Linked DNA regions of Anser cygnoides: region 2 is linked to region 1. The links are chromatin contacts, called in public Hi-C maps. All regions are on one chromosome and are shown on one strand. Each heading gives the region's core, a stretch centred on a gene start, on an enhancer-like site or on the middle of the called end of the contact. The rest is flanking DNA. Distances are from core to core; before and after follow the strand shown.

Region 1 (5,806 bases), core at 1,377-3,876:
TATGGTACATATTTACTTACGGTAAGATACATTTTTGGGCCACTCCAGTCTCCACAGCCTGAGGCACACACTCATGTACAAGTGTAACAACCTTCCACTTCCCCATCTGTGCTATTGAAATATGATCATTCTGTAAGTGTTCCTTAGTTGGCTGCATTAAATTCAAAATGTTTTAAATTGTGCACTGCATTGCATATTCCCAGAGGATGAGTTTACAGGCAGCTCTGTTTTCACTGCTGAAACATGGAGCCTGTTGGCATCAAGAGGACAGACGTACTGTTGTGCCCTTATTCCATCTCACTTCCTTTGATCAGAAAGAACAAAATCATCCTTTTCCTCTTTAAATTGTCTTCAAAGCGAGGACTGCTCACTCTGACTGCTCATTATACGCAGAAAAGTGCAGAGCTTCCTGTGCAGAAATGTCATCACAAGTGACAATCACAGAATACCACAGAGATATCATAAGGGAGGGGATTGGCCTACAATGCTGGGCACAATCCTAGAATTTCAGGAGAGGGATTATTTTGGGACCAAAAAATTCTTGCCTAAGTTTCTCATTGTATTTTCATTATCATGATGCGAAACACCCTGTATTTAAATCAGTCTGACTTTTAATTGAATCCAGTGCTCAGACTAGGAAGTACTCGCTGTAGCTCTTGTGGCTAAGGGCTCGAGTCCAGCTGCAGTAGTGGGAGAGGAAAGCACTCGCTGCCTGCACAATGAGAAACGAGGTAAAACTGAAGTTAGAGCAGAAGTCCTTATGGAGCAAGGCTTGCAGGAGAAGGATGTTTTGATTTCTCAGAAGTGTCTGATAATAAATTATTGGAGTATCTGTAGATGAGGATCCCACTGTTATCACAAGTGACACTCTAGAATTAATTGTTTAAAGCTGCATGCAAAAAGTGGTGCTTAATTTGTCAGCATGTGGAGTATGTCATCTCCAGTTCTGTAAATGTAGTGCAAAGAATGTCCTTCTGCCCACTTGAAATATGACTACTTTGACTTTCATGAGTTCAGTTGGAGTGTAAGAGGTCTTAAAGTTCTGGTATTTTATAAAAATATCTTGGGAAATGTCACTGAGCATACGACGGTGTGTGCAGTTTTACTCGGGATTCTTAGGGGTGCTTCTGCAGGAATACAGGTAAAAGAGATCTGCCCACTATTTTAGGTGCGAATACAAGTTTTTTGTTGACTAGAAGCTTTTTGCATCCAGTTCTTTTTCTCAATTAAAACTTGTTATAAATAAGATGTTTAAAACATGCATTGCTTTCAATAACACCCTTCAGTGAAGATCTCTCAGTGAGGAGATGAATCCAGTGTAGTGGATATTTCAATCCTGTTCTAAAGAGTGAGAGGTGGGAGCGCCTGGTAAGTTGATTCATCAGTATAGAAGTACCTTAACAGAGAGAAAAAAAATCTTCTGGGTGAAGAAAAAAAGCAAATACAGTCAAAGCAGGAGAATGGAAACCTGCTGTACTCTGATGAAATAAAACTGCCCTTTGCCCACTACTTCACCTTCTCAAGGCTTGCCAAAGTAATATCCAAAGTCTGTCTGCTGTTGAAACCCTGTAGCCGACCGATTGGATCTTCTTAAATTCCTCATAGCCAAGAACAAAAATTGCTTTGTGCAACTAGAGCTTAATGAACTGGTTTTGTTAACAACCTGACTTACGTAGAGTATAGATGCAAGGGCAAACTGTATTCTGTTTTGCCTTTATTTATTTCTAACATCTGTGACTTTGGTATTTAATATCCCACCAATTCACTGCTGTGCCAAAAGCTTTTGATTTGAAATATGGGAATTGATTTTAAACTGCCAGTAAATACAGAAATGACGGTAATGTTCTCCATTAGCCATTAATCATTTATGTCAAAGTTACTAATTTGAACTGCAGCTTGTGTAAACATCTTAGATGCTTCAGCATTTAAGCCCTGTTGAGCTACCCACTGACACTGCATTATTTACCGGTAGTGCCCTGTAGCCATTAAATGTCTGCAGCTCTCCTGCTGCCTGGATTTAATGCAGTGCTTGCTTCCTGTGATGGGAGAGCTGTGCTGCCTTCACAGGCTTCGTCTGTTTTGTGAAAGATGAGGTTTCACTTGTTTTAATTCCGGAGTGTAGAGCATTGCAATTGATTCTGGACTGGAAAAAAAAAATCAATGCAAGAAGGTAAACATTACCACTGAGAAATGTGGAGTTGTCCTGGAATTTGTGCTTGCTTTTTCAAACACGCAGCTGCCTAAATAAAGAAGTGTCCTCATCCCAGGATTAACAGATCAGGTTTGCTGATGGATTTGTTGCTATAGTTCCCACAAGAATTTATCCTGGCATGAGGCTTGGCAAAAACCAAGCTTTCTGCTCCGTGAAGTGCCCGCGTGGGCTGGGGTGCGAGACACAAGCGGCGCCGGGTGCCCATCCCCAGGGCTGGGGTCTGCGCCCGCAGCGGGGTCCAGGTGTGGCGTGGGCAGGGGGTGCCTTGCTCCACGCGGGAGTGATGGGTGCTGCCCACGGTGCTCTGCCAGAGCCGGTGCTGTTTCCTTCTCACCGTTTAGCCATGTAAAAGCTGATCCCAGTTCGAACGCTTTAGCAGGATCGACTTTATTTTTAGAGGCATGAACTTGGGTGGCATTTTCAGAAGGACTCGATACTGGAGCAGCTTGGCTGCCACTAGAGCCCAGAGCATGTTCTGCCATGGATGATAGAGGCTGTCAGGACAGTATATAACACTTTAGAAAAACCAGTAATTACTCTACAGGGCTTTTGAATTTATTTTGCTTTTTATGCAGTTGTATTTCCGTGCTTTGTTGCAAATTCTCTTTTATGATGTAATATAGCTATGCTTTTTGGCTTAAATGGGAGTCCATTAACTAGGCACTGAGAAATCTGAGAGCACCCTCTCGTGGGGTGCTGGTGTATTACAGCGTTTTCCATCCTATTACCCTAATTTTCTCTTTTTCTCTTTGCATTTAAGTATAATTCCGATATTTTAATTTATTAAATGAGAGAATAAAAGCTCTTGAATAATGCTAGAGGTTGCAAAATTAATGAGGCCTAGACCTGAGAATTAAAGTAACACCCAAAAGCAAGACATATTTAAAAGGTGTGCAATTAGTGTCCAAGTCACACAGAAAACTTTACCCATTTTTTATCAGGTTTTTATCCAACATTATACCTTGTATTTTAGTCAAAAGCATTAAAGAAAAAAACTGAGGTTTTTTTTCTTTTTTTTTTTGGTTATTTTTAAAAAAAGATCTAGGTAGTATGCAATAGTTTGTGACTTTGGAATATGTGAATTCCACATTTAGCATATGTTGTATTTATACATTCTTGTCAGCTGTGAGCATCTCCGTCCAAAAACGCGTTTGCCATTCGGGCTCCCTGGTCATCCACTGTGGCACCAGCAGAATTACTCGTGCCACAAACGCACAGGGCGCTGCTCACGCCTGCCTTGTGGTCTCGCAGCGGGCTCTGTGGTTCTGCCATTCCTCTTTGAAGTAAGTTCGTCTCACAAAAGCAGGAATTATTTGGTAAAGCAAGAAAAGCTCAGGCCCGCTCTGGTTAATACATATATCCACAATGGAGAGCCTTTGAATGAAGGTGACTATTGCACTGCCTTTTTATGCCTCCATAAAAATAATTAAAACCTTGAAAAGCGGCTGCAGTTTTTGGAGAGTGATGAATGTTTCCGAGCTTTGAGAAGCAAATTTTCCCGATGATCTGTTTCTGTAGGTAAAAAACAGTTAAGCATTAAGCAAGCCTTCACCTTTGCTCACTCGTTTTAACGACGAGAAGCTCTCTGGTGTGAGAAGAATCTCTGCTGAGCTGCCCTCGGGAGCTCGCCCTCTTTCGCTGCCTGGCTCCTGCAGCGCGCCATGGGCCTGGGCCTGGGCCTGGGCCTCCGGCAGCCCGAGGCCAGAACCAACCCTGCCGGGTGCCTCCTGTGGGCCAGTGCAGGCCCACACGCCCCTCTCCCGTCCAGCCCCTGGCGAGAGGGGGTGGCAGGCATCCGATCCCAGATGGGGACTCACGTCAGGTGTCCTAACTGGTTTGGATCGTGTCGTGACGCTAGGAATGCACGGATCTGACGGCCTTTGGAGGAAGGTCTGATGGCAGGACGCGCAGCCCCACTTCTCAAACATTTCTGATGGTACTCTTAGTAACTTGCTTTAACCTGTAACCCTTCTCGCCACCTCTTTAAGGCTAAGTATTTATGAATGTATGTCTCTCATATGCTTACCTTCCAAGTAAGTGAAAAGCGTTTTCCAGTTTGTTTCTCAAACCCCAGCATCCCCCCTCCCTCCCATCCCACCTCGCACTGTAGCAAACGAGCCGTCATCTTTCAGCACACCTGGATCATTCCTTGAACTTACCAGCAGGTGGTATGGCACGTGGCAAGCTGTGACTGGTGCTGCAGTCCCAGTGAAGAATTTTAAGTTGTTTTATTACAGGTAATTAAGCTGTATGGAGTGATGTGCTGAAATTAACCCATAGGTCTGTGGTTCCGTTTGTTCCAGGATGGCATTCTTCCTGGAGGAGGTGATGACTTGCACGAAGCGTCTCCTGGAGGTGATATCTGGCTGGCTGCCTCGACATTTTTTCGGTGCAATCCTAGTTTCTCTCCCAGCTCTTGCAGTTTTTTCGCACTTCACCTCTGATTTTGAAACAAATATACATGTAAGTTGTAGAACTCTGTTTCATAGTCTGACGTTTTGGATCTAACTTAGCTTGTTGCTTGCCTGCCTTCTTCCTTCACTTCCCTCATGCTTTACAGATGTTTGATACAGATCCCTTAGAGAAAAACAGGGCTTTTGTGTATGATGGAATACATAGCGACTTGCTGGAAAACTGTCATACAGAAGAGGAGAGGGATAGCTATAAATGCCTGTGTGCGTACATACCTTTTTTTTTTTTTTTTCCTTAGAGCAAATACTTCTGCTGGTGTTTATTCTGGCTAATGCAAGTAGAGTATCTTCTTTTGTTTTTTGGTTTGGAGCTTGTAGTCTGAAATGTTTTGTGAACCTAAGAAGTTTGCATGCATATTAGTAAATCTAAGAGCAAGACCAGTATTAGCAGTGGGTTGGGTTTTTTTTCTCTGCCAAGTTAGATGGAGAAACTGAAAAAGGAAAGAGCTGTTGGGACATAGAAATGATTACCCTGAGGGGCTGCAGGGATGGTTAAAGGAATGCAGGATCTGCCTTCTCAAAAGGAACTGAAAGAAACTGGCTTTATTTGGCCCAGCCAGAGACAGGTTCACAGGAGATTTGGTGCCTCCTTTAATAAAAACATTCAGAAGCAGGGAGCAAGGAGCTAAATACGGAGGAAGGAAAAATGTTTAATTTAAAGGTGAACCATAGCATAAAATCAATGCTTATAACCTTTATGAATAAAACAGATGAGAAACTGAGATAAAAGTTTGTTTCTCCTAGGTAGCACAGCGTATGAGCCTTCCTTTCCAGGATCTTCAGGGAACTCATTTACAAATCACTTGCTATTGCAGGGCCCTGGGCATAGGTAACAACCAGAACCTCTTCCTTCTTCCTACCATGAATTACAGATGCAGTTTGGTACTGTGTGTCGGGAAGTGTTTATTCTGTGGGAACATATGGACCAGATATTTTGATTTAAACCTATTCCATGGTTTTCACAGTCACAAAGGACTGGATTTGAGGATCTCACATCCCATGTTTAAAGTCTTTCTGTAGCTTTTACCTTTGTGAACTTAACCAAAGCTAACTATTTTAAAGCTGTGCAATTGTTTTAGTTTAATGATGGCCTTCTTCCCTCATGACCACTAGCAAACTAATT
Region 2 (5,806 bases), core at 843-3,342, 95 kb before region 1:
CCAGCCCCGCCGGGCGCCGAAGATGTTGGCCATGCCGCACAACGCCCCTCGTTGGCTGTGGAGCCCCGGCTGGAGGAGATGGCCGCCGACGGCAGCCCTGAGGAGGAGGAAGATGGCGGCACCGCCAATGCTTCCGTGCCCAGTGCTGCAGAAGAGGGAGGCGGCGAGGGGGAGGAAGAGCTGAAGGGAGGCCTGAGCGGGGCCATGGGGCTCAGCCAGGAGGGGCCCCACAGGGCACAGGGCCCTGGGGAGGATGATGCCATGTTGGGCACCCCTGAGGCAGGGGGAGAGGCCGCCCACCAGCCTGGCCCACAAGATGGCTTCCATGACCAGGAGGATGAGGAGACTGATGCTGGCTCCAAAGAAGTAGCCACTGAGGAGCAGGGTAAGCCTGAAGGAGAGAAAATGGAGGAGCCAAGAGTGGTGTCTGCTCCTGAAACTGGAGAAGAAGGGGAAGAGCAGAGCTCAGAGGAAGATGACGAGCAGGGGGAATCTGAGGAAGAGGGAGATGAAGGTGGAGAGTCTGAAGAAGATGGAAGCAAAGGAGAGTCGGAGGAGGAGGGAAAGTCTGAGGAGGATGGAGAGTCTGAGGAGGACGCTGCTGGCCCAGCAGGGCCAGAGGACGGAGCTGAAGGAAGTGACAAGGAAGAGACCAGCACTTTAGGGGAAAGTGGCCACAGCAAAGCAGCAGCTGCCAGCAAGGGAGAAGCCAAGGATGGCCCTACCAGCTGCCATCACCCACCATGTGGGGACGTGGAGCCTGGCTCTGGCAGCAGCAGCCCAGCAACGGCAGAAAACCCACCTACAGCAGTGGAAGAACCAGCAGCAGCAGAAGACCCACCAGCAGCTGTTGAAACTCCACCAGCAGTAGTGAAAAACCCACCAGCAGCAGAAGACCCTCCAACAGCAGAAGACCCTCTAACAGCAGAAGACCCTCCAACAGCAGAAGACCCTCCAGCAGTGGAAGACCCTCCAACAGCAGAAGACCCTCCAACAGCAGAAGACCCACCGGCAGCAGTGGAAGCCCCCCCTGCAGACAACCCATCGCTGGCAGAAACGGAGAGCCCACCCAGCCCCAGTGCCCACCCTGCTGCCGCTGAGCACCAGCACAGACAGATAGGTTGGAGTCTTTTGCTGTTGGTGTGCCGTAGCGTAGTGAGCAGAGGGCGGCGAGAGTGACCTACTATCAACCCTGGCGGAGCTGCGCTTGGCTCATTAAACTGCGCCTAATGCATGGCCCTCTCCTAACGCTTGTGCTTCCTGCACCCGCCCCTAACTGCTGCACGGCCGGGCCAGCCACGCCACGGGCAGCGGTGGCACAGGTGGGAGCCCGCGGATGCCAGCAACGCAGGTGCTTGTTGCAGCGATACCAAGGCGGGCCAACATTTCCCTCGCTGCACTTTAAGCCCATGACTTCTCCCATCTGCGGACACATGAACTTCTACCCTTCCCCTCAGCCCCTTTCAGCAGCCACAGACCTGCTAAAGGACATTTACCAGTCCTCAGAGTCCACCAGACCAAACTCCCGGCTCTCTTGGCACGCAGGCAGGATGCTGCCCAGGCCGGCAGGTCTCGTGTCCATCAGCCACTGGCCCGCAGCCCTTGCCATGTAAGGAACGTGTAAAGAGCCAATTCAGCCTGCTGAATTGCTGAAGTGCCTGCTCTGGCCACGGACAGGGTGTGTTTGGTCACTGAAATGTGAGCTAGCTCAGGAAAAGTGACCCCCCCCCCCCCTTCCATGTTTTACTAGAAACGCTTACGGACTTTGGCCCATGGGCTAGGCAGCAACCTTTGGACACAGCTGATTCTTTTTTGCTTCCTTCTATAACATCCCGGCTCAAAAAGCTCACATTTGTGCCGAGAGGAAAACCCAGTTTGGAATCTGTGTCTTGGCAAGTCAAAAGGTCTTCCTCAGCCCCACACTCAGGGAGAGGCTCAGCGCAGTCCCTCGGGGCAGCCCCAGGGCCCGTCAGCGCCCCTGTTTGCCCGGGCACCCATTCCCCAGCCCAGGCAGTAGGGCACGTGTCCTTGAGGCCCCGCTTCAAAGCCCCAAGCCATGGGGCCCTCTGTGTGCCAACCCCTTTGCTAGCACGCCCGGAGCAGGGACAGCTCTGTCCCCCTCCGCGGGGAGGCTGGGGAAGGTGCCCAGGGCCACCTCCTGCCACTCGGCACCGAGCCAGGGAGGCTCCGGAGAGGCAGCCTCCAGCCTGGCGAGAGGCAGAGGTGGAGAGGCAGGAGGGAATCCAGGCCTCACAAACCCTCATGTCTGCAGCTCGACGTGTGATTTCTGGGGGGTGGACAGGGAGAGAGGCAGAGCAGAGAGCACCCAAAGCTGAGGGGAGTTGCAGCTGCTGGGGGGAGTGGCGGGGCAGGCAGGAGCCCCGTGGGCAGCAGCTGCCGCGTGCCCCCGCCCTGCACTCCCCAGCGCCCGAGAGCCCCTTCCAGGCACATCCTTCGCATTCCCCGCGAGCACCGGCCCTCGCCTCCCCCTCGGGAGACACCAGGGGCCTCCCCCACCAGCCCCTCCTTGGAGCCAAGCAGTTGCCTGCGATGCTTCCCCCGGCAGCCATGGCCCCAGCAACCTCGGCCAAGCTTCCAGGAGCATTTGCAAAACAGAAACTGAGCGGCGTGCCAAAGCTGGCGGGTGCTGGGTGCACAATGGGGCCGCGGGCTCAGGGTGTGCGCGCTCCCCAAAGCCCTCTCCCCAGCAGCAGCTTGTGTGAGCTCCTGTGCGGGTCCCCCGCCGCCAGCTCCATCAGTAACAGGTCTCCTTGTTTTTTCCTCCAGAAGAGGTTGAGGATGCCAGCGAGCCCACCAAGCGCGACCGGTCCCACTTGGAGAGCACCCTCAAGCTGAATGAAGACAAACCTGCCGATGACTTCTCAGGTGAGGGAGCCTGGGTGGCACCGATGCGTGCAAACCCTGCTCCTTTAATCCCAGCGATGTTTCCAGGATAAGCTCCCTGCCACTGTCTGAGAGCTGAGTCTGGCAAACCTGCTCTGCTACGTGAGGAGCATGGACAGGGCTCTCCTTCCCTAGGCTGCTTTGTCAATAGCCTTATGTCTTGTGGGTGCAGTAGCACCACGTCTTCAATACCAGCCCTTACACTGGACTAGCATACTTTAGGTATTTTAAAGACAGCTCCAAGAGCGAACAAGAATGAGGAGGCTAGAGAGGCTGGCTAATCATGAATTGGCCTGGGCCAGCCGCACTGCTGCCTGCTGCTCAGAGAAGCTTGGGGCAACTTATAATAAGGGGTTTTGATTTTTATTCCAATTATGAATTGGGTACTATTCTTATAAGGCTTGCTTCTGCTGGTCCAATTGGCAGTCAGGACTAGAAAGGAAGCAATAAAAGTGGCTGGGAAATGCCAGCAGTAGGGGGGCAGCTCTGGCTGCAGCAGGGGTCCCTGGGCTCCGTGGTGGAGGACTTTGGGGTCACGGGTGTTGAGTGCTAAGCAGCATTAACGAGAGAGGTTCCTTGCATCAGTTGCCGGCAAGCACGAGACCAGCAGGAGATGGGGACAGTGCCCAGTAGGAAATATTAGCAGGGCAGGGGCATCAAGATGCGTGACTTGGATCAGTTTGGCCAAGATTTCAAGCATGAGCTGCGTCTCTTGATCAGCTGTCACCCTCAAGGTCTGCAGGGAATGCCCAGCAGCTTACCTAGAAGGGATGCAACCAGGGTGGCTGGGGTTTGCCTGTCACCCATCTGCATGCTTTTGCTCCCACAGGAGTACTGCAGCGGCTGAGGAAGATCTACCACTCCTCCATCAAGCCCCTGGAGCAGTCCTACAGATACAATGAGCTGAGGCAGCACGAGATCACAGGTAACGCTGCGGGCACCGGGGTCTCCGGCACCGTCAGGTCATTGGGATGCATTCAGACAGCAGTGCAGAGAGCAGATCATGGAAAGGCTCGGATAGTTCGTGTTCCTCTACAGCTTCCCAAGAAGGCCATGAACATGCTGGGCTTGGAGGACGTGCCCTAGTGAACCCAGCACCCAGCGGCAGGCATTCCTGCATCTGCCTTAGCCCATCTGCTGTCAGGACCATCTGTGTAGGCTGAGCATTGAACCCTGCCTGCTTAGGGGCCTCCACCTGCTCAACATCAATGCTCTGTACCCGTGCCAAGCAGAGATCATGGCCCAGAAAGACGGGCTTGGCAAGGAAGCTTAGGACCTCTCGAGGCTGGGGTTGAGCTTCCTGGGGGTGACTGGAGCTGGCATCCTTCCTGCTCCATATGGGACACGGCCATGTGGGCAGGGTATTCCTCAAGCTCGGCAGCCTTCACTCATACCGGGAGTTAGAGTTTCCACCTCTTGGCAACTACAGACACACTGGCTCAGGTGAGCAGGTTCCTGTGGCCCTGGGCATTGGCTTGGGCTGAGCCCCAGTGGTGTACGTGTCCCTCCAGAAGAGGAAAGTGCAGCTCTGGCCCCAAGATGCTCACACACCTGGAGGTTCCTGTGACCCTTATGACATGAACCACCCCATTTTCCAAGCACAGATGGCTCCAGCCCCAGGTTAAGCCTCTGCCAAAGCCCTGTCCCTAGCTGGGGCCAGGTCGCCCCGTGCTTCGGCTGCATGCTCACATCAGCCTCCTGCCAGGGTCCCTCCTAGCCCCGGGGTTTTGCTTCCTCCCCCAAACATCCTCAGGGCTTTGGCCTCACACCCTGGAGCCATGCCTGCCCCTCCTCGTGCCAGAGGCATGCCTGCCCCACCGGAGCCAGAAGGACCCCGCACACCACCCTGACCTTCCTCTGCAGCTGTTCATGGGTCCCCTGCTCGTATGGGTGAACCCACAGGACACATCCACCTAGAGCAGAACTCCTGCTTTACAGAGGCGCCCATTGCAGCCCAAATGCCACTCCTAGGTCAGTGCCAGACTTCTGACATTCGGCAGGTGGGCTTCCTCACCCCCGGCCCAGCCAGCCCGTCTCCAGCTTGGAGCCAGTGGGGAGCACGGGGGGACCCACGGGGCAGCAGGACGGGGTAGGGTCAGGGCTGTGGAGCCCTCATCACCAGCCCAGGTCCTGTCCCTCCACCTCACAGCACACCCTGGGCATCGGCCACCACCCACCGGGGTTCTGGGGCGGGCGGTTGGAGGTCTCACACGACCGGAGGCATGCGCAGCTGCCCCGCAGCCCGCTCCGTGCCGCTGCCTTCGCGCTGCCTTGGCCTGCCTCAATGTGCCTGGGGACCACGAGCTGCTTGCCGTGCTGGGGGTTGGCCGGGGGGGGGGGGTCTCAGCAACAAGCATCCGCTCTCAGCTCACCCCGGGGCACTGCGTTTTGGAGACCACTTGAGGTCGGTCGCAGGGGCAGATAGTGGACTCACAACCTCTTTCCTTACAGGATGCAGCCCTAGCGCACAGCCTGTGGCCTAGCTCAGGACATCTGGGTCTGCTCCTCAGCCGTCCCACGCCCAGGCAGCCCCTTCCTGCTCCCTGTTGGGGAGTCTCAGCTGCCTGGCACAGGGGCACTGCATTGCCTGCAGCCCCCGGCTCAGCCAGGCATAGCCCCGCTGGGCTGTGAGAAGCCCAGACCACGCTCCCACCGGAGCTGTCTTGCCTTCCACCAAACTCAAGTACCTCTGGAAACCCCAACCCCATCATACATAGTCACATCCTAAAAGCCTAAAGCACAGCACTTTGCCTTTTATACCCACTGACACAGTTTTCCCCAACCCTTCATTAGTGGTGCAATTAGAGCAGCCTGCAGGTTAATTAGAGGGTTGGCCGAGGGAGCCCCTTTGGCTTTGTAGGGTGGTTGAGGGCATGGTGGGGCTGAGGGATCCATCTCACCT

What was found. A called contact is a pair of places that touch in the nucleus more often than the background predicts.
Region 2: a contact with region 1 is called in a Hi-C map of liver, with 5 times the contacts expected there. The contact joins two enhancer-like sites. A contact is called at or near these places in 5 of 7 Hi-C or Micro-C datasets (fetal liver, granulosa cells and liver).

What each region holds. Positions count from the first base shown.
Region 1 is chr15:11,891,966-11,897,771 of Taihu_goose_T2T_genome, reverse strand. It overlaps ADCY9 (adenylate cyclase 9), which reads left to right. Exons shown (of 10, transcript XM_013176791.3): 7 at 4,516-4,675. Among named protein-coding and RNA genes, the nearest start is that of CREBBP, 46 kb to the right of the region's middle. Within about 2 kb of position 2,626, at least 1 of the 3 cell types and tissues checked has open chromatin away from gene starts, as enhancers often do. A contact at or near this core is called in liver, where this site is marked.
Region 2 is chr15:11,986,682-11,992,487 of Taihu_goose_T2T_genome, reverse strand. It overlaps SRL (sarcalumenin), which reads left to right. Exons shown (of 7, transcript XM_048067382.2): 2 at 2,788-2,886; 3 at 3,734-3,829. Among named protein-coding and RNA genes, the nearest start is that of SRL, 11 kb to the left of the region's middle. Within about 2 kb of position 2,092, at least 2 of the 3 cell types and tissues checked have open chromatin away from gene starts, as enhancers often do. A contact at or near this core is called in liver, where this site is marked.